Linked DNA regions of Mus musculus: regions 1, 2, 3 and 4 are each linked to region 5. The links are chromatin contacts, called in public capture Hi-C and promoter capture Hi-C maps. All regions are on one chromosome and are shown on one strand. The core of a region is the stretch at or near the end of the contact, and the rest is flanking DNA. Distances in the headings are between cores, read along the strand shown. Region 1 holds the start of Osmr (oncostatin M receptor). Region 2 holds the start of Fyb (FYN binding protein). Region 3 holds the start of Nup155 (nucleoporin 155). Region 4 holds the start of Rictor (RPTOR independent companion of MTOR, complex 2). Region 5 holds the start of Egflam (EGF-like, fibronectin type III and laminin G domains).

What was found. Promoter capture Hi-C pulls out the DNA fragments that hold promoters and counts their contacts. Capture Hi-C pulls out chosen DNA fragments and counts their contacts.
Region 1: a contact with region 5 is called in a promoter capture Hi-C map of embryonic stem cells, with 32 read pairs. The contact joins the promoter of Osmr here to the promoter of Egflam in region 5. A contact is called at or near these places in 10 of 39 promoter capture datasets (the 3T3-L1 cell line, the C10 cell line, embryonic stem cells and 4 more), 1 of 484 Hi-C or Micro-C datasets (embryonic stem cells), 5 of 115 datasets of contacts at active chromatin or transcription factors (embryonic limb bud, embryonic stem cells, forebrain and 1 more) and 3 of 9 other capture datasets (adipose tissue, embryonic stem cells and pancreatic islet).
Region 2: a capture Hi-C map of embryonic stem cells shows a contact between it and region 5, with 4 times the contacts expected there. The contact joins the promoter of Fyb here to the promoter of Egflam in region 5. A contact is called at or near these places in 4 of 39 promoter capture datasets (the C10 cell line, embryonic stem cells and stem cell-derived epiblast-like cells) and 1 of 9 other capture datasets (embryonic stem cells).
Region 3: a contact with region 5 is called in a promoter capture Hi-C map of second pharyngeal arch cranial neural crest, with 2.7 times the contacts expected there. The contact joins the promoter of Nup155 here to the promoter of Egflam in region 5. A contact is called at or near these places in 2 of 39 promoter capture datasets (frontonasal cranial neural crest and second pharyngeal arch cranial neural crest) and 1 of 115 datasets of contacts at active chromatin or transcription factors (bone marrow-derived macrophages).
Region 4: a contact with region 5 is called in a promoter capture Hi-C map of second pharyngeal arch cranial neural crest, with 4 times the contacts expected there. The contact joins the promoter of Rictor here to the promoter of Egflam in region 5. A contact is called at or near these places in 7 of 39 promoter capture datasets (cranial neural crest, embryonic stem cells, frontonasal cranial neural crest and 3 more).

Annotation. Positions count from the first base shown.
Region 1 is chr15:6,872,892-6,876,998 of GRCm38.p6, reverse strand. Osmr (oncostatin M receptor) reads left to right here and starts at 2,686. Exons shown (of 18, transcript NM_011019.3): 1 at 2,686-2,798.
Region 2 is chr15:6,578,300-6,581,833 of GRCm38.p6, reverse strand. It overlaps Fyb (FYN binding protein), which reads right to left and starts at 1,987. Exons shown (of 18, transcript NM_011815.5): 1 at 788-1,987. The coding sequence starts at 1,886.
Region 3 is chr15:8,107,345-8,111,069 of GRCm38.p6, reverse strand. Nup155 (nucleoporin 155) reads right to left here and starts at 1,757. Exons shown (of 35, transcript NM_133227.3): 1 at 1,468-1,757. The coding sequence starts at 1,624.
Region 4 is chr15:6,706,871-6,710,838 of GRCm38.p6, reverse strand. It overlaps Rictor (RPTOR independent companion of MTOR, complex 2), which reads right to left and starts at 2,458. Exons shown (of 38, transcript NM_030168.3): 1 at 2,388-2,458; 2 at 2,159-2,206. The coding sequence starts at 2,436.
Region 5 is chr15:7,396,305-7,400,177 of GRCm38.p6, reverse strand. It overlaps Egflam (EGF-like, fibronectin type III and laminin G domains), which reads left to right and starts at 1,788. Exons shown (of 22, transcript NM_178748.6): 1 at 1,788-2,190. The coding sequence starts at 2,094.

The sequences.
Region 1 (4,107 bases), core at 1,437-3,936, 520 kb after region 5:
GAGAGAAGGATAACATCTGTGTTCCTGCCGTACAGTTATATCAGCACCAAGCAAGGATGGAGATTTCAACCTTCAGCTTAATAAGCCACTGGCAGTTTTCATCTTTTTGTCCGGGTTATTTTCCGGCCACTTTTAAAAACTAACCTTTGGCATGCAACCTGTGAGAGAGTATCCTAGGCTGACCCAGCAGCACAAATGTGACAGCATTTAACCTCAGAAGCCTGTCCTCCCACATCTCTGGAGGCCAGGAGAGTGAGGCCAAGCAGTTATTGGCGTAAGCTCCTTCTCAGCGGCTCACAGGACAAACTCTTACCTGCCTCTCTCCCAGCTTCTGCTGGGTGTCAGCAGTCCTTGCCCTGTGTGAGATAAAATAGGTTCAGAGTCTGTCTTCACAGGCGTACAGTGTTCATTCATCCTGGCGGTTCATGCCCAGATGCACATCTCCTTATAAACACGGCCATCCCTGTGTTAGCCCACGGGGACCTCTTCTTCATTCAATTAACCCCGAGAGACCACTGTTTCCAATTATGGTCCCTCCCATGCTGGCCTTTGGTGAGAATTGGGGAGGATTGCACTCATGTGTCCACAGCCACTCGGATGTTGAATAAAGGAACACATATAAGAAGTTAGAATGGGACAAAAGTAAATGAATTAATGAACTAAATGAAGTCACTACTTTTTTTTTTTTTGGACAAGCTATCATGTAGACCAGGCTGACCTGGAGCCTACAGAGATCTGTCTGTCTCTCAAGTATTGGGATTAAAAGCATGCCCTGCAGGGGAATGACATTTGAAATATAAATAAAGAAAATATCCCATAAAAGAAAAAAAAATAAAAGCATGCCCCGCTACTACATTTTGACATAGTCTTTTCCAACAATACTATTAATAGGAGTCTAAATTAAGTGGATATTCATCCAAAGAACTCAACCAGAGAAGTTCTTGTACATCCATGTTTATTCCAGCACTGTTCATGGTGGCTGAGCTAGAGAGCCAACACAGACGCTCAACAGTCAAACTTTTTTCCTGACACATAGAAAAAAATCATATTACTTATAGGACAATGAATGAAATGAAGATAATATCACTAAGCAAATTAAGCCAATATCAGGGAGAAAAATATCACCAGGTTTTTTTCCCCTTATTTGCGGTTCCTAGATTTCATATAGATACATAAGGTTATGCAATCAGGTATGACACTGAAGTGGAATTAGAACTGGCTTGGGGGACACTGGTGGACAGAGAAAGCGGGGGAGATCCGCGGGAGAATACATTCTATATACATGCACGGAAACCAAGAGAATTCGCTCTGCATACATGCATGGAAACCAAAGGCCGTATTAACCCGATGCAGGAAACACCTTGCTCAACTGACACACCCGCACACCATTTTCACAGATAAATAGAATCAAAAAGCCTTTTTAATGGGTGAGAACTTGGCTCCACACTGCTCCCGCGGCTGTTCGCACGGCCACACTAATGGGCTCATTTAAAATAAGTAATAATGGCTATGGCAAAGGAGCACACATTATTTACTAGACACGATGTGCCTTTTTCTAATTCTCTTCAAATATTTGCTGTGTGCTCCAGTCTTTCAGGCACCATTAGGTATTAGGTATTTAGAGGAGTACTATCTTTAATAATAATAATAATAATAATAATAATAATAATAATAATAAAAGATCCTTCCCTGAATTGTCATTAGGGAGGAAGAAAAAGCATACACAGACACGAAAGTAAGGCGTTGTAACTAATATTTCTGACATTGTTTTGAGGTGTCCCAATACCCCAGTTACTTATTCTAAGACTGATTTGTGGATCCGCAAGTTCTGATCTATAGCCATTTCCCTCAGTCTCCTTCCATTTGTGACTTGTAGGTAGTTTCCAAATGTGAACTGAACTATAGCTTGGAGCAAGGTATAGTGTGCAAGTGGGCGGTTCTCCAGGCTTCTTGGCCTGGCGACTGGTGGGAACTTGTTGCCACACCTCCTGTGGCGATAGTTTTGTGCCAGTTCCCAAAGACGACGTGGCTGTGGACATTTTACCATGCAGCCATAAAGAGAGGTCAAAAATGTCTTTCAAGTGCCCGGTTAGTAAAGATCTGATGGCGTTCTAAGGAGAGAAAGGAACTTGGATCTTCGTGGACAAAGAATTCAGGTCTGTAGCTGAAGGAGGCGTGGCCACACAGGGCGTTTCCAGGTCCTGTAGAGGAAGCACAGTTCATAGATCTCTGTTCTAACACGTCTGTCTTGCTCTGAACGCCGAAAGTCAACTCGATCACAAGTTTGATCCAACAGTTTGACATTTCAGGTAATTTTCAGACGGAGCGCTGGGGTTGGATCTCCCAAGCAACACAATTGGCTCTGTGCAGGACACCTGGCACGGGGCACTGGGTCGCAGCTCGTCCCCTCTCCCTCCAGGAACAACGATGCTCAAGGACCAGCTTTTCCTCCCAGGCCTCTCCCACTTCCCTTCTCACCGGTGCTGCCCGCCCGGTCCCGGGAACCGCGCCCGTCGCAGGGTCCCGATCGTTCCCCCCTACATCCCCTTGGGACCAGGAGCAAATTCCTGTGGGTCCCAGGAGTGCCAAAAGTGCTCAGCGAGACGGGAAATTGCAACAGTACTTGGCCCCTCGGCCCTCCCCCGGCGCTTTCCCGTAACTCCCGCCCCTGGACACTTGCCCCGTAGTTGATTCATAGCTGGGGCGCGGGGCCGCCTCCACACGCCTGGACAGACGTCCGCGCCCGTTCCCCTGTGAGGCCGAGGACCGGCAAGGCTCCGGAGCAGGTCGCCAGGCGGGTGAGTACGGGACCCGTGTGCCCGCGCTGCCGCCTCCATCCACTTTCCGACGGGCGAGCCGAGAGCTTTGCTGCCCCGCGCCTCTGCCCTGTCCTGCGTTAGTTTTTGCCTCCCGAGACTGCACTCTCAGGAGCCGCAAGAGGTTGTGCCAGAAAAGTGCCACCTAATTGGTGGGCAACTCTAAAAGACTAGATACTCTCAGCGTGCACGTCGCTGGGACACCAGTCCAGGCCTGCTTTGAGGTTCACCGTCCCCTGGCCTCTCACTCAAGCAGCTGGGGAAACACTTGCTGAGTTAGAACTCCCATTTGGGCCAATTTGGTTTCTCTCACAATACCCCGTGGGAGTGGGAGTTGATGGTTTCCCCCAGCCTCTTGCTTTCCAGTCCTTAACTCCCACCCGTCCCTGTCATTTCTCCGGGACTAGGTGCTTCCCTCTCCACTCAGAGAAGAGCACCCCACAGCCTTGGGGGCAGAGCTTCTATGCGGGTGGGGAGAGCAGGTACCACCTCTCGAGCTGCTTGAACGGAAGTGTCACCACTAACAGGCAAGGATGCGCATAGGGGTCAGTGTCTCTGAGAGTAGGCACCAGTGAGATGCTGAAACGGGAGCGTGAATACAGGTTCCCTGTAACAGTTCTTGACGGGCCGCTTGTTCACACACTCTTCATCTTCCCTGCCTGCCTTGTGAGTGACCAAGGGCACAGATATAGGGATTACTTTCAGACGGACAGATGCTACCTGCCTGCAGGACATGGTGAAAGCGCTTTGCGATCAAGCTGTTTTTCAGCTCAGGACTCGTGGACGTGAGGATGGATGTAAGCAAAGCAGACAGAATTGAAAGTGGAAGCTAGGTGCAGACCAAAGGCATTCTGCTTTTGAGAGGTGGTGGTGGTGGTGGATGTCGGGGGAGACCGTGTGTGTGTGTGTGTGTGTGTGTGTGTGTGTCTGTGTGTCTGTGTGTCTGTGTGTCTGTGTGTCTGTGTGTCTGTGTGTCTGTGTGTGTGTGTCTGTGTCTCTCTGTGTGTGTGTCTCTGTGTGTGTGTCTCTGTGTGTGTGTCTCTGTGTGTGTGTGTGTGTGTGTGTCTGTGTCTCTCTGTGTGTGTGTGTGTGTGTCTGTGTGTGTGTGTCTCTGTGTGTGTGTGTGTGTGTGTCTGTGTCTCTCTGTGTGTGTGTGTGTGTGTCTGTGTGTGTGTGTCTCTGTGTGTGTGTGTGTGTGTGTGTCTGTCTGTGTGTGTGTGTCTGTGTGTCTGTCTGTGTTTGTGTGTGTGTGTCTGTCTGTGTGTGTGTGTGTCTGTCTGTCTGTGTGTGT
Region 2 (3,534 bases), core at 738-3,237, 820 kb after region 5:
ACTGTGTATTCCTTTGTAAACTGGAATAGTACAGATGTTTCTGTTTTGGGAAAGTAAACAAACAAACAATCAAGAAACCAACAAAACAAAACAAAACAAAACAAAAAAACCAAAAACAGCTAGAATACAAAGCATGGTCTCCTAAAATCCCTGCCACTGTCCTATTTGAATCTTGGGCTTAGGGGACATGATGAACAGTGTAGATATTTGAAGTGACTTAGAAGAGGAGTTTCAACTTCACAACATTGACATTTTGGCCTGGATAGTTCTGTGAAGGACAGGAGTAAGTGGCTCTATTTACAAAATATCATTAGCTTCATCCATTGTGACAATCAAACATGCCTCCAGAGAATGCACACATCCTTTGGCTATCAAATTTGATTCTTTCTAGAGTACTGACTTAGACTACTCTCTTCTCTCTGTCAACGGGCAGCATAACTTCTTCAAGTTACAGAAATGAAATACAACCAAGGGAATAAATGCAATGGTTATCCTTAAGCAAAACCAACTATCCGTTAAATAGGTATATTTCTTCCCTATTGTCTCCCTAAAATGTCAGTGCTCCCCACCCCAAGGTCCTTTCTTACAGAATGCTCAACCAGAACTTGGATTTGCTACTCTCTCAGACCTCCTACACAACGGAAAAAAAAATGCCAAAAGAAAATTGACCCTATACTCACATGAGCATCAGTTATGCAATCATTCCTTGCTCTAAAGTTTCCCCCAGGAGCTGAAACACTCAGTTGTGTGAGCAAACCACAGCTACCAGCAATGAGAAACAACTCACTGTTTGCAGAGTCAGCCTTTCGGAATCTGGTCAGGTCAACGTTGGGTGGTCTGTTGGGCTTGGGTGGAGGCGGGCCCAAGACGGACAGGGGTGGCAGGGCCTTCTGCTTCGGGGTTGCAGAATTCTTGTCTCCTTCTTTCTCCTGACTTTGGCCCCACGGTGTCCCCGCTGTCAGCTTGGAAGGGGCCTTAGGGAATCTGGCCGGCTCTTCTTGATTCAGTTTGTTCAGAAAGATGTTCTTTGCAAGGTCTGTTTTCCTATCTTCTTTTTTTTCTTCAAAGTTTTTGGAGAGACCCGGGCTCCCTCTGCTCGCAGCAGGTTTCAGAACCACTCCAGGAAAGGGTGAACTTGGTGCTCCATGGTCTTTATCCTCTGGGTCTTCCTTAGGTGGTTTGAAAGGGGCGCCCTTGGACTTGGCGCCCAACTGCACTGGGGATCCTTTCTGGACAGGCACGTTCTTAGAAGTGTTCTCTTCCTGGGAGTCCTCTGTGCTTAGGGATGGCTTCTGGCCAAAGGTGTGTCTGGGAAATCGGGGTTTGGAGTCAGTATCTTGTGCCGCTGGCATGAACTTGCTCTTAGCTCCAGCTACCTTTGAGAATCCTGGCTTCAGTTCGTTTTCTGGGACTGGGGGAGCGGGCCCTGGCTTCGGTCCTGGCGTCTTTAAGTCAGACTCTTGGTTCAAATTGTGAAGTTTATTCCCAGGTGGCCGTAAAACCACAGGTTTGGAATCTTCTTTGGTCAAGCTGGTGGGTTTGGGGCTTACAGGTTTCAGGAACCCCACTTTGACCTCAGGGTCTCTAGAAACTGAGTTTGGCTGTGTTCCAAATCTTGGGCTCCCTCCAGTAGGTTTTAAAAACGGGGGTTTAGGTTCCTTCTCAGGCTTCTCCTCGTAGGTAGGTTTCGCTGCCAAGGGTGGTTTTGTGGTCCCAAATTTAGGCATGCTGCTGGGTCCTGCGGGCGGGCTGGCATTTCCTTGGTTGTCAAATAAATTCTTTCTTGATTGTATTCCAGAAGGCGAGCTTTGTCCTGCAACTTTGAAGGGCCTGCTGCTGGTGGCGGCCTCCTCTGTCGGGTTACTCCCCGTGTTGAACTTCGCCATGAGGGATTTTACATCTGTTTTTCCATCCTACAAGCACAGGGAACAAAAACCAGCTGAGAGTCAGAAATCTCACTTGCAATTTAAAATACTGTACCTTCAAGGGTTTCCTGATCTGAGGCAAGAGTGCTGGGGTGCCGGCAAGCTGCTGATTGGTTGACCAGATATTGTAACATTTAAGTTCCTCTATGGCAAAACAAGTTGTGAATGTTTCTCGCGAAGGAAAGGCTAGGGCTGTGTTTAAACTTCTGTTGTTGGTCGTACAGGGACACAATCATTTATCTTAAAAAACGTTTCTCTTCTCTTTCCTGGTCTGCCTCGCTATCTTGTTGGAGATATCTGATTCTGTATTTGTTTACATTTTTTGCTTCACTGAAAAACATACAGCGGTGGCTACCAAATGGATTTTCCCACTTTTTACAACTGAGACTCATGTGGAAACTGGACTTCAAAACGAAAGTAGGCACTGTAAACTCAGGCTACATGCTTTTTTTTTTAACCCAGCAAAGCAATGCTTAGCATCAGTGTGCTGGCCCGTGCTTCCCTGTTCCTGTTGCGTTTAAAGTGCGTTTGCTGTCGGGGAGGTGTTACAGAACAGCCCAGCCCTTCTAAAACGAAAGAAGGTTTCCTTATTATTTGCAAATCCAGAGTGCTGTTGTGTGGCTGTATGCAGACTAACGGGACATGAGCTAAACCCACGGGACAGCATGGGCTGAACAACAGGCCAGCAGAAGGAATTGCCTCGTTTCCAGATCTTTCTCTTCAATAATGACTTTTACCAGTCCTCTGAGAGGTCCTGCCTCACCTGCCTTCCTCATAAGAATTAGGAAATTATGCAGTAAAGGTATCAGATAGTCACCCTTTTTTTTTTTTTTGTTGTTGTTAATATAGTCCCGTTTAACCTGGGAGAATTAATGGTGTCTTTACCCTTTCTTTCAAAAACAAGGAGTTTGAGCTGGAGATGAGGCTCAGCTGAGAGACAGAGAGAGAGAGAGGGAGAGAGAGAGAGAGAGAGAGAGAGAGAGAGAGAGAGAGAGAGAGAGAGAGAGAGAGAAAACCTACTTAGCATCTAACATCACTAAACCCTGTCTCATGTGCTCAGCATTCAATAAATCAGGTTGGTGGCGTACTCTGTAATGCAGGAGGTAGAGACAGGAAGATCAGAAGTTTATGAAGGTTAAGGTCATTCTTGGCTACACAGCAGGTTTGAGACAAGCCTAGGCTATGTGAGATCATGCCCGCCCCCCACACTCCCCCCCCCCAAAAGGATAAAAAAACAGGAAAAACTTCCAGGGCTCTAAAGCTTGATGAGAAATATGAAATGGTAGACAGAAGATATAGCTGGGTGATGGAGCAGGAGCTCAGCATGGGTAAGGTCCTGGGTTTGCTCCTTAGTGTACACACACACACACACACACACACACACACACACACGCACACACACACGTGCACGTAAGCGTGTGCACACACACACATGAGTACACGCATACACCCCCCCCCCCAAAGTTTTCTTTCTGTTTAGAAGGAAGTTTGTTTCTGAGAAAGAATTTCTGATTATCCCTTCCCCTCTACTAGTATTGTTCATATTCTTTATGTATAGCTTCTTTTAGGTTTATAAAACAAGGTGAAATAGCAAAGTGATTAAGAATGT
Region 3 (3,725 bases), core at 508-3,007, 710 kb before region 5:
TCAAACTCAAAGAGATCTCGCTGCCTCTGTCTCCAAGAGCATGAAATTAAAAGCATGTAGCACCATGCCTGACTTAGAACTAGGGTCTTTTACTAAGAACTGGATGGAACCAGGCTTCCATGTCCATGCCTTTAACCCAGCACTTCAGGGGCAGAGGAAGGCAGATCTCGGACGGAGTTCCAGGACAGCCAGGGCTATCAGAGAAAACTTGTCTGGGAGGAGCCTGTTAGGCAGAGGGGGGAAAATGCTAGAAGGGAAAGGGATTAGTATGAGGAGGAAAGTATATTAAAGAGATTACACATTTGAGAGGATCAGAAAGCAAAGCGGGGGTGGGAGGGGGTTGGACATATGAAGACAATAGCAGCTAATAGGTCAAGCAAGTTTTTATAAAATTTTGGACCCTGCTCCAAAAAAGGCAAGCTCATTTGCTAATACTTGTCAAGTACAAAGACTATCTTTGCTTCTGGTATTTTTCTTTTCAGTTTTCCACGACAGGGTTTTTCAACGACCCCACCCCCCCCCAGGGTTTCTCTGTATAGCCCTGGCTGTCCTCGAACTCAGAAATCCGTCTCCCTCTGCCTCCCAAGTGCTGGGATTAAAGGTTTTTCTGTGTAGCTTTGGCAGCTGTGGAGCACCCTCTATAGACCAGCCTAGCCTGGAACCCACAGAGATCCGCCTGCCTCAGCCTCCCAAATGCTGAGATTAAAGGAATGGACAACCACTATCTGGCTGCTGTCAGTATTTCTGGTTAAAAAAATAAAAATCTCTTAATAGATTTTTACAAGTCATTGCTCATGTGCTTTGGGCTACTTTTGATTGATTATTCTGTTTAAGTTACTCCCACCCATTTTTTTTTCTCACCAAGTCTCACCTGCATGTTACATTTCTGTTTTTCTCCAACTTTCATTTCACAAGAAACATTTTGTAGCAACTAATGCAACTCCACAAACCTTTAGCTGGTAACAAGTTTTAAAAGTTAAGGCAAATTCTTCCAAATTATCTCCTCTGTTGGCAGATAAACTTAGTTCTGCTCTCCCTGTCAGTTAGCCTTCTGACCCCTATATTTCTTTCCTAGTTAGTCCCGGCACTCACAAATATACTAACTCTACACGTATGACATGACTCTGAGAGAACGCGGCAGATTTCCAAATTAACTCGCTTGCTTTTCTGAGCGAGCATTATCGAAGCAAAAAATGCACAGAAATGGAATCTGGATCAGAGGATTCTTCTCATTTGGACTTAATGAGTTTGCTCTTACCTCCTCGAGTATCTACAGTAAATAAAGTGTAGACAAGAAGAAATAAGCAATAAAAGCTAAAAGTCGGTTGCTGTTTGTCGTGTTTTCAAGAAACCAAGCCCTAATCTCTGAATGTTCACGAGGGCACCAACGTACAGAGAAGAAGACAGGGGAATCGGACTAGAATCCTATGGTGGGGAAACAGAGCGTCCAGTGGACCGATCACTCACTTGGGGCCGACACCATGAGCAGCTCAGAAAGGTCCGGGTACATGCGGTCTTCTTGCAACTGTCGATCGATAAGCCTCCCCGCGTTTTCCAAAGCTTCCTGCAGGGAGGCGGCGGCCGACGTAGAGGCCACCATCATAGAGCCCAGCACCGATGGCATGTCGGCAATCGTGGCCACCGCCTTATAGAAACACTCCAAACCCGTGGAGAACCGTGAGAAAAACGAAGAGAGCCCAAAACCGCTCCTCGGAACGCGCGCGGAAAACGAATAACTGGGCGCCAGGTCATGACGCACTTCCGGTTCGTCCTCCCCGGCACTGGAAGACGCCGCTTCTGGGACGGGAAGAGGAAGCAGTTGAGTGTCGGACATTGGCGAAGGCGTGAGGGAGGAGACTAGAGTTGAATTTGGAGATGGCCTAGGGAAGGGAGGAGGAGAAGGGAAGAGGATACGGGAGAGGGGAGGGGACTGGGGGCGGGGCGGGGGGGAGAGGGAAGAGGAACTTCGGGTGCTGGAGTGGGGTTGATGTCCCCTTGCGGTCGCCTGTGCGGTGGTGACATCGCGCGTGCTGATTCTTTGCTTTGAGCCCCACCCCCAGTTTGGAATGTGGCGACGGCTGAAGAGTGGCACACATCCATTACCGTGGTTCCCTGATAACTTCTAACAGTAGTTAGAAATTGATCGCTAGTTCCAGAAAGTTTACCTGTGAGCCAGAAACTCACAGCGTTTCAAATAATGGGGGTGAATTAAGAATTCATTGGATTGCTGGGCGGTGGTGGTGCACGCCTTTAATCCCAGCACTTGGGAGGCAGAGGCAGGCGGATTTCTGAGTTCGAGGCCAGCCTGGTCTACAGAGTGAGTTCCAGGACAGACAGGGCTACACAGAGAAACACTGTCTCAACCACCACCCCCCCCCCCGGCCCCCAAGAAAGAATTTATTGAATTTTCCCATGTGCGTGTCTGGGTCATTGGCTTTGTGGCTTTGCGAAATTTTTTGGTTGGAGGTCAGCGTTGGACGGTGTCTCATGCCTGTTAATACGCGTCCTATGGTTTCGGCAAAAGGATTACTGTGTCATTTGGTGAGTTCCAGATAGCGTGCTACGGAATGTGTTCCTAACTCAAAACAAACAGAGGCGGGAAGGGAGATACTGTGTGATGGGTCCTGCCAGCGGATTTAGGAAGTGGAGGCAGGAGGATAAGTTCATCCTCGGCTGTGTGGCAAGTTTGTAGTAAACTTGAGAGTCTGTCTCAAGAAAAAGAAGAAAAAAGTGTTTGTTCTTGCTGTATACCTTTCTCCCTTGTTGCCTTGGGAGAACACTCATCTGATCCATCTGTTCTCATCTCAGAGCACAAGGATATTAAATAATGGATGCATTCAACAGATGGTCTGATTCTAGGAAACCGAGTATGTACTGTGTCAGGAATCGTGCCTGCTGTTGGGAATACCAAATTACTACACTTTTACAGAGACAAAGTAAATGCCTCTCAAGGTCCAGGCATAGAGGCAGGCACCTGTAGTTGGAAGCCAGACTGGGCTATGTACTGAGACCTTTCGAAGAATCAGCCTGCCTCCATCTTACGTTTAAAAGACAGCTTACAATAAAAAACAAACTAGGTTCATGCCTGTTTATAATCAAACCTCTGTTTCTCAGGGATTAGCCTATGCCCCGCTCCCCACAGCCTTAACTACAAATGGTTCTGTACCAAGTGTTCCAGGAATGGCAATCATGTCTTTGTTTCAAAAAGTCGTTTATAATCATCTTGCAACCCTACTTTGATTCAAAAGGTTACATGGCCAGGAGCTGATGGTGCATGCTTTTAATCGCAGCACTTAGCAGGCAGACGTAGGCCGAATGTGAGTTCAATGCCAGCCCCCGTCTACAAAGCAAGTTCCAGGACAGTCAGAGCTGTCATGCAGAGAAACCCTGTCTCGAAAAACCCAAACAAAGAAACAAGAATGTTCTATGCCTACCTTGTTATAACCGCCTTGTCATGCCCATCTTGCAACCATGTCTTTGTCTCTGTTCCTCTCCTATAACCCAACCTGCTCTGTCCATCCAATCCCCCGTTTGTGAACCCCCTACTGTTGCAGGATATTTGATCACACCATGAACCCTGATATTGTGTTATTTACTGGGAAAGCCTGGTTTTAGTTGTGGTATGGGTCAGCCTAAACATATACTTTTAATTCAACAGCTTTCTGCTTGAATAATGTAAACAGGGTTAAATAAAATCAACCATAGGTCAGGAGGCAGAACAAGCG
Region 4 (3,968 bases), core at 1,209-3,708, 690 kb after region 5:
TCTGGTGGCTCAAACTTTACATTTTTCCGTACTGGAATCTAATCTACAAGCAGCTGCAACCCATCTGCGCCGTGGGTCTCAAATCATTACTAAAGTTCAATTCCTCGTGGACTTTCTTCATGTGTGATCCACATGCCTTCAAACAATGAAATGTTTGTTCAAGTAACACTTTCTCTAATCAACTGTCTCCCTATATATGAATCTAACTCCTAACTTTTTCCTTCTAAGCTTCCTTATGATTGAGGCCTACAGTTCTCCTGTAACCTCTCTCTGTTGTGCATTGCTTTTGCAATCAGGTCAACTGGCTGTGAATACTTATTTGCAACACTAGTACGTTTTATCCCGGCAAGCAAACATAACATTGTCTAAGCATTTTACGTAACCCTAGAAACAGCTGCTCATCACATAGCCGTTTAAGTCAAGTCTTAGAGAACTGATGATTTTCAATCGTACCCACTGATTTGTCTTCCCGAGTTCCTATTGAAGTGAGGCAAGTTTCATATAAGCTTGTATATAAGCTTTTCTACCATCCCAAATTCTGACAGCCTCCACAAAAATATATAAAGAAGATTAACAAAATCCCACATCTGAACAGGTTTATACTGTAGGTACTAGGCTCTAGTTAACCAAGAGGTATCTTCACACAGTTTCTCCGTTACCAATTAAATCAGTGGCGAACTACATGGTTAGAAAAGCACGATGCAAAATCTCAGGTCTGAATTATGATACTCAGAACCGCTGTCTGGAAAACCTACTTTGTATACATTTTTCAGGTATATATTAAGTTTACAAATTTGAAAAAAAAAAACAACTAAAGCTTGACCTTTTTTCTATAGTGTTTCTGAAAGCTGGTTAATGGTAAGAGTGTTCCAGATCACTGATGTAGTCGCCATCTCTAGGACTGACACACCACTGCACTGGATCTTTAAAGAGGTTCCCCTTTGAAAGGGCTCCTTTACTCAAAACAGCTTCCTAAACTATCAGAACCAAATGCTAAACAACAAACACGTGTTCATGAAACTAAATCAAAACTAGTCTTTCAGTCTACACAGAAGGATTCTTACAATACAAAAACCGAAACAGAACTGAATTACGCAGTCAATACAGAGATGGGTCCCCCAAATCCCACATCCACCAAATAACTTTATACGACGGTCACTACATACAGGGTGGGTGGGGGAACCAAATTCATGTCGTATATACAATGTTTACGACTGTTCTTGTCTTGTTTTAACGTCCTAAGGTGTTTCACGGATCTCAAAAAGTGATTCCGTAACAGCAGAACTAGTTAAGTTACACTCCACTCCAGCGCTGTGGAGTCGGACCGTCCGGAATCTGTAGACCCAACTCCTGTTTAAGGAGGCAGAGAACGGACTGATGCTTCGGCGAGATACTGGGAGATGAAACACCAGCCCGGGGGCCGGTGACCGAAGCAAGAAAATACCGATCGTTCGCCGGGTGCGGTTCTTAAAAACAAAACACACGCGGGGCTCGCCCTGCTGGGAAAGGTGTAAACAAACCCAGCTCTCCTCCACTGCAGCCACAAGGTACACAATGAAGCGGCGGCCGAGTGAGGGGGCGGGCGGTCTCCAGCCAACTACAGCCCCAGCGGGCCCGGGAGACGGGAAGCGAGCAGCAGGGAGCTGCGGCGTGAACCAGACACTTAGCAGTCATCACGGGCTCTCCGGGTTCTCAAAAAGCTGCGGGGACCCCCCCCACCCCACCCAAGAGGATCCCACGGGCAGGGAAGAGCAGTCCCGCAGTGAGCAAGAAGCCGGCAGGGTCCAGCATCTGCTCTTGGGGGGAACGGGGAGGGCAGGATGTGGTCGCTCTTCCCACAAACATCCTCCAGCAACCTAAATAACAACCTCTACCTTGCTCCCCCACCCACCCCGTCCAAGGCCGCCCCCGGGATCCGGAGGTGGGGGGACCCGGGAGCGGACGGAGGGGGGACACACACGCGACCGAGCCGGCCGGGGAGCTCCGCAGCCGCCCGAGGCCCCGGAGCGGGCTCAGCCCCCCGGGCAACCCGGGCCACCCGGGCGCGGGGCAGGGGGATGGGCGCGGGCTCGGCCCCTCGCTGCCCCGCGCGGCTCGCCTGCCAGCCCGCCCGCCCGGCTGCCCGCGCCTCCCCGGCGGCCGCGGCGGCCCGCGTTACCTCGGGTCAGATCGAGCGGGACGTTCTCCTCGCCGCTGTCATTCCGCCCTGTGCGAGACAAGACACACAACCCCAGTTAGAATCCATCGCAGGCCGGCGGCGCCCGACGCCCCGCTCGTCTTCCCCGTCCAACCTCACCCCACCCCATCCCCAGGCCCGGAGCAAAGCCGAGCGCCGCGACCCGTGACCCGCACCGGGTGAGGCGAGCGAGGGCGGCGAGCGGGCTTACCTCGTATTCGGAGGTTCTTCAGAGAGCGGCCGCGGCCGATCGCCGCCATATTGACGGGTTTCAGTCACAACACCGGAAACCTCGCCCGATCGCGCGAGAACCCCCTTCCCCTCCCCGCGCGCCGTTCCCGCCCCCTCCGCCCCCCTCCCGCGGCAGCGCCCCCGCCCCTCGGCACGGAGGCTCGCCCGCGGGCGCCGAGCAACGCGCCGCCGCCTGTGCCGACCCGCATTGGGCGGTGGGATGCGACCCCCGGCGGGGGGACACGGGCAGGGCGTCGGGGCGCAGGCGTGGTGGGAGGCGCAGTTCCCACGGGGGGGGGGGGCGCCCATTGATGTGGCCCGGGACTCTGGGCGCGCGCGCGGCGGAGGTCGGGATGCGGGCGGGCCACCTGCTGGCCCGCCCCGCCGCACTCCCCGCGTGGCTTTAAAGCCCGTTTCCTTACTCATCGGCTAAAATTGTTACCATTATTTTTATTATTATTATTAAAAGAGAGGGTGGGGTCCGGGAAAAAGGCGCGCGGCGCACAGTTAGGAATGTCGCTTTGATCCTTTTCCCAGAACCGCGGCGCCCCGAGTGAACACGTAACAAAGTTTGTTTTCCACCCACGCTCTGACCATTGAGCTAAGCGGCTTCGCGCTTGATCACAGGCAAAGCCGCTCGCCGCCGCCGCCGAGAGCTGGGCGGCAGGGCGGAGGTTTGCTTTCGGTCCGCCGGGCATCCGACGTGCAAGGAGTGCAGAAAGCGGGCGTGCAGGGCGCTCGCCCGAGCGCGGGACTCTTTCCCCGGCGCGCGCCAGCGCCTGGAGGCCCGGGACAGGGTTTCCTCTCCCGGAGCCCGGGGAGGAGGCTGGGCGCCTCGTCCTGGCTTTCTGTTACTCCTACATCACTGGCTGATGCCGATGTCGAGGATCGATGTTTTTAATGCGGACTAGTCACAAGGATTAGTTTACGGGTTTCTAGAAGCGGGTTAGTACGCACTCATTTGGCCCTTAACCCAGCAACTCTCTTAAGCTAGATTACTTTAATGAGAGGATATTTTGTCTCCTCCTATTCCTCACCTCTCTCTTCCAGACTTAAAAGTCCAAAGTGGAGATCTTGCCTTAACCACTTAGTTTTTAGTACAGACGTCAAAAACGAGTATCTGTTAGTGTAAACCTTCAGCTCCTTTTGTTCTAATAATGTTCTAAATAATAATAATGTTCTCACTAAAAAAAAAAAAAAAAAAGCAAACCAAAACCTCTCTAAAATCAAAAAGAAAAATAAAAAAATATTAGAAAGACTCTCCGTGTTAATAATAGTGAGCAATTGTAGACTTGAAAGCCCAAAGGTAGAAATTATGCAAATGTAATTTAAAATGACTTTGTTGATCCAGTATATTAACAGAGTGGTATTAAGTAAGCAATTACAGATTTCCTTTACTCATAAATGCTTGAAATACATATAAAATTCAAATGGTTCATTATAAAATACTTTTACAAGCATTATATAAGGAAAAAAATCCAAGATGTGTATCTGAATGTAAACTACTATTCCCCTTTCAATTGTGGGATCATGCCTGCATATTTTCTTCTTGCTTGGTCAC
Region 5 (3,873 bases), core at 539-3,038:
TGGCTGTGAAATGGGGATAATGCTAACAATGTACCTTCTTGGTGTGGTTGCTATGGGAATTAAAGGCACCTTAGAGAGGGTCCTGTACCCAGGAGACATCATACCGATGTTAGTCTTACACTCATGGTTACTATTTACTGAAATTGGTGCACCAGAGAGCACTAGTTATGCTAGGCACCTGTATGGTAGAATATAGTATCAGGGGTGGGGCTCTAACCAATGACTGGCTCAGCCTCTGACCCAATGCCATGACAGGGAGACATTTTTAAGTGAGAAAGTGAAAAACAATGAGGGACGATTCTGCATTAGGGCACTGGCTTCCTTCAGTACACGCCAAGACCTTCAGTGTCAAAAGTCAGTATTTATAGGAGCTGTCTGATCCAGAACGGGGGTGGCATGCCGTGCCAAGGCAACTCAAAGTAGATTCCTGTGTGTCATGGGGGCAGCAAGGATGACCTTTAGTGGCCTCAGTGATCCTATGGGTCTAATGTAGTGTAACAGAGCATATCTCTGCAGAGTCACCTTGCCTGGTTTCCCTACGTGTTTTCACCTCATAAATGTAGTGCCGTCTGGACGTTCCTGCACTAGTTTGGTTTAAGAAACTCCAGTGGCCCTGGACTCAGACTTCAGCTACTCAAGTTGTAGAGGACTTTGAATTTATTTATGGAACAATTACACACCTGAAAATACCAACGTGTAAGGAACTATATTCCAACCTTGCTAACAGGACTAGGTTCATGGGTGGGGGTGGGGGTAGGGGAAAGATCCAGGGTAGAAATCACAGGACAACACTCAGCTCTCCTAATGGAAGATTAACAAGGGGCCAGGAAGCTGCTCTGCCAGGTGGGGCGTGGCGATCACCCTCAGACGTTTGCCAGTGACCACAGTTTCTATCTGCGGGGCACTTCCTAGGGCCTTTGATCTTTTCCAGGATTCTGGCGAGGGCTCGTTTTCCTTTTAGATTATTTATTGTATCTGTTTTCACGAAGGCTTGGGGTCAGAAAGCCAGTTTGCTCGGGAGCTCACACCCTTTGGGGCAGTACTGTAAACTCCAGCCAGCTGCACAGATCTCTTGGGAAGGGAGGGGGTCTTTCCTCAGCTAGGGAGCTAAATGCTGGCTCCCGCATTGCCCCTACTCCCCAGTCCCGGCCTGGCCGCAAGCGCTCCCTTTATAGAGGACCTTCTCAGCCCCAAAGAAGTTAGACTTTGCCACAATAACCTGGACTTTTTTCTCTTTTTCGGGGGAGGGGGGGTGTCTAAAGTTGCCACCCACCACCAGAAGGGGACCTGGCCCCCAGGCACCAGTCCCTAATCTTCATTTGGCCTTTGCCTCTGAGTGGCCTAGCCTCAGCTCTCCATCTGTGCGCCTTAAATCCCATTTATCTTCTTAGCACCCAAGACTTGGCCAGCCCCGCCCTCCTCCTCCCTGCTTGAAAATTACAGCCCCTCCCTTGCGCTTCTTCCAAGAGTGCTCTACAGAGTAGAGAAACCTTTGAGGTATTAGGAAAAGTGGTTTAAACTGGGAGCAAGCCACCTAGAGGGGTATGGGGGAAGAAAGGTCCAGCCAGCGAAACCGAAGCACCAAACCAAAAGTTAAGGGTTAGGATCCAGCCGAGGACCCTGGGCCCGCAGTCTGAGTCAAGGAACACCGGGCGAGTGTCGAAGTCGGTCCCACCCCGGCCCCCAATCTAGGTCACCCGCGGGGAAGGGCTGAGCTGGGGGCTGTCGGCGCCGGAGGTGGGCGCGGAGTGAATTGATTCAGACCCTGCCCCTCGTTCTTCCACTAGATTGTAATTCCATCTCCTGCGGGTCGAGCCGCCCTCCCTCCGGCGGCCAGTGCGTCCCTCCCCTCGGCTCTCAGCGTCCACTCCCCAGCCCCGAAAAGCCTTGCCGCTGCGAGCCCGCTCCGCTCAAGCACGCCAGCTTCCCAACTGCTGCCTTGCCTCCTCGGACTCCCGAGTGGCTCCTGGTTCAGCTCCCTGGGTCTCCCACCTTCTCATCCTCGCGTCACTGGCGTTCCCCGCGTCCCCCAGGAGACGCCCTTTCCCTGCGCGCCCGGGACTTGGGGAAACTTTGCAGACGCCGTTGGTGAGATGGATTTAATCTCAACCTTCTCGCTCCATTTCTTGCTCCTGGCCTGCAGCCTCCCACCCGGCGCTGTGTCACTCCGAACGGCTCTGCGAAAATCAGGTAAAGCACTCAGTGCGCCCGGAGCCGGGGTGCCCGGAGCACCCCGGTCCCGGCCTTTGGTGGGGTTCGCAGAGCAGGCAGCCGCTCTCTGCTCACCAGCGTGGGCTCAGCCTGCCTAGCCTCTGCGCAGAGCTCAGCCGAGGCACGAGCCTCGCCCTCCCCCAGCCCAGGCAGTCCCAAGGATATTGTTTGTTAAAAGAAACGATTTGTTTTCCAGAGCTAGGAGGTGGTGGGTTCTGTGTGGAACCACGGACTGCGAAAAGTTGGGGGTTGGGGGGGTGGGCGGGCAGCTATAGCTCTGTCTCGGTTACACAGGACTGAGAGAGCGCAGAGGACTTTCAACAGCTCCTCCTGCTTCTTTGAACATCTTATTGGACTCATACTGCCTAGAGCCCAGCCATTTCCTGTTGAGTGTCTGAAGGTTTGCTGGGAGCCCCCTTTCCTGGCTCTGGTCCTGTCTAAGCACTGGGTACGGACCTGCACTTTCTCTGTTGTTGGGATTCTCTTGCAGCCCCGGGCTGTTTGTGCAGAAAGCAGCCCACAGTGGGTTAACCTGATCTCTTTTAGAACTCCTGTCTTAGCACTGCTGTCCAAACAAAGATATATATGCACTGTAGGCTAGCTAGTACAAAGGATCAGAGAGAAGGCAACACCACAAAAACTCACATTTCTTCTAGGTAAAAAGTATGTTTTTATCAACATTGATTTGGCTGTGTCATGAGGGAAAGTGGAACAGTTTAAATAATAAAGTTCCTAGCGTTGCTTCTGGGTAACGATTTTTATTCTTTGTTGGCCCGGACCATATTTAGAATTGTGAAAAAAAAATCTGCTTTTTCTTAGCTTACTTTACAAGTGGGGTTGTCTTATGGGATTAATTATGTCTTCTGAACAATGGAAAACAATCTAATTATTTTAATTCAGCCTGCAAAACTCACAGAAAGTGGAGTCTGCCCTCCCAAATGTTTCTACAAGAAAGTGGAGTCTGCCCTCCCAAATGTTTCTACAAGAAGGAAGCAAACCAGGAAAATTTATCAGAGTGCAAAGAAAATAATCTTGGCAGGTTCCCATCTGCATGTTCAAATATGTCTTACTGCTCCAGGATCAGTCTGGAGTTTGGGGCGGTTGCCTTCGATCCTAGGAGATATCTCAGTCTTCAGGCTCTGTCTGTGATCATCTGTGTCCCCTTACCTGATTTAACACTGAGGACCGTTCTCAGCTTCCACAACACATTCAGATTCAGAACGAATCTGTCAGCACACTGTCCAGTTCACTGGGGAGACAACGGCAGCCACCCAAGGTAGAATCATATTAAACTGTCTTCTTGCATCTTCATACACCTTCCAGAATCTCAATCATAGGAGCCTTTGAACTTTCTTGCTCAAGAAAACCATACTATGGTCGCTGGCCCTCTGTAGGTTTCTGCACACGAAACCATCTAACCACGTTTGAATAGCACATGCATACGTCTGTGGCTCTTAGCCTGTGTGACATATGCAGGGTTCTTTGAGGGTAGACTTCAATCCATTGAAGCAGGATGTAAAACCTGCTGTATATAATTGCATACATGTTTTCCCCCATTTGCCTCTTCATTTTGTATTGTTTTTGGTCCTTCCTCTTTAAAAACATTTCTGCCTGGTCCACTCAGCATCTTGTTCAGATATTCACATCAACAATAGCTCCTGT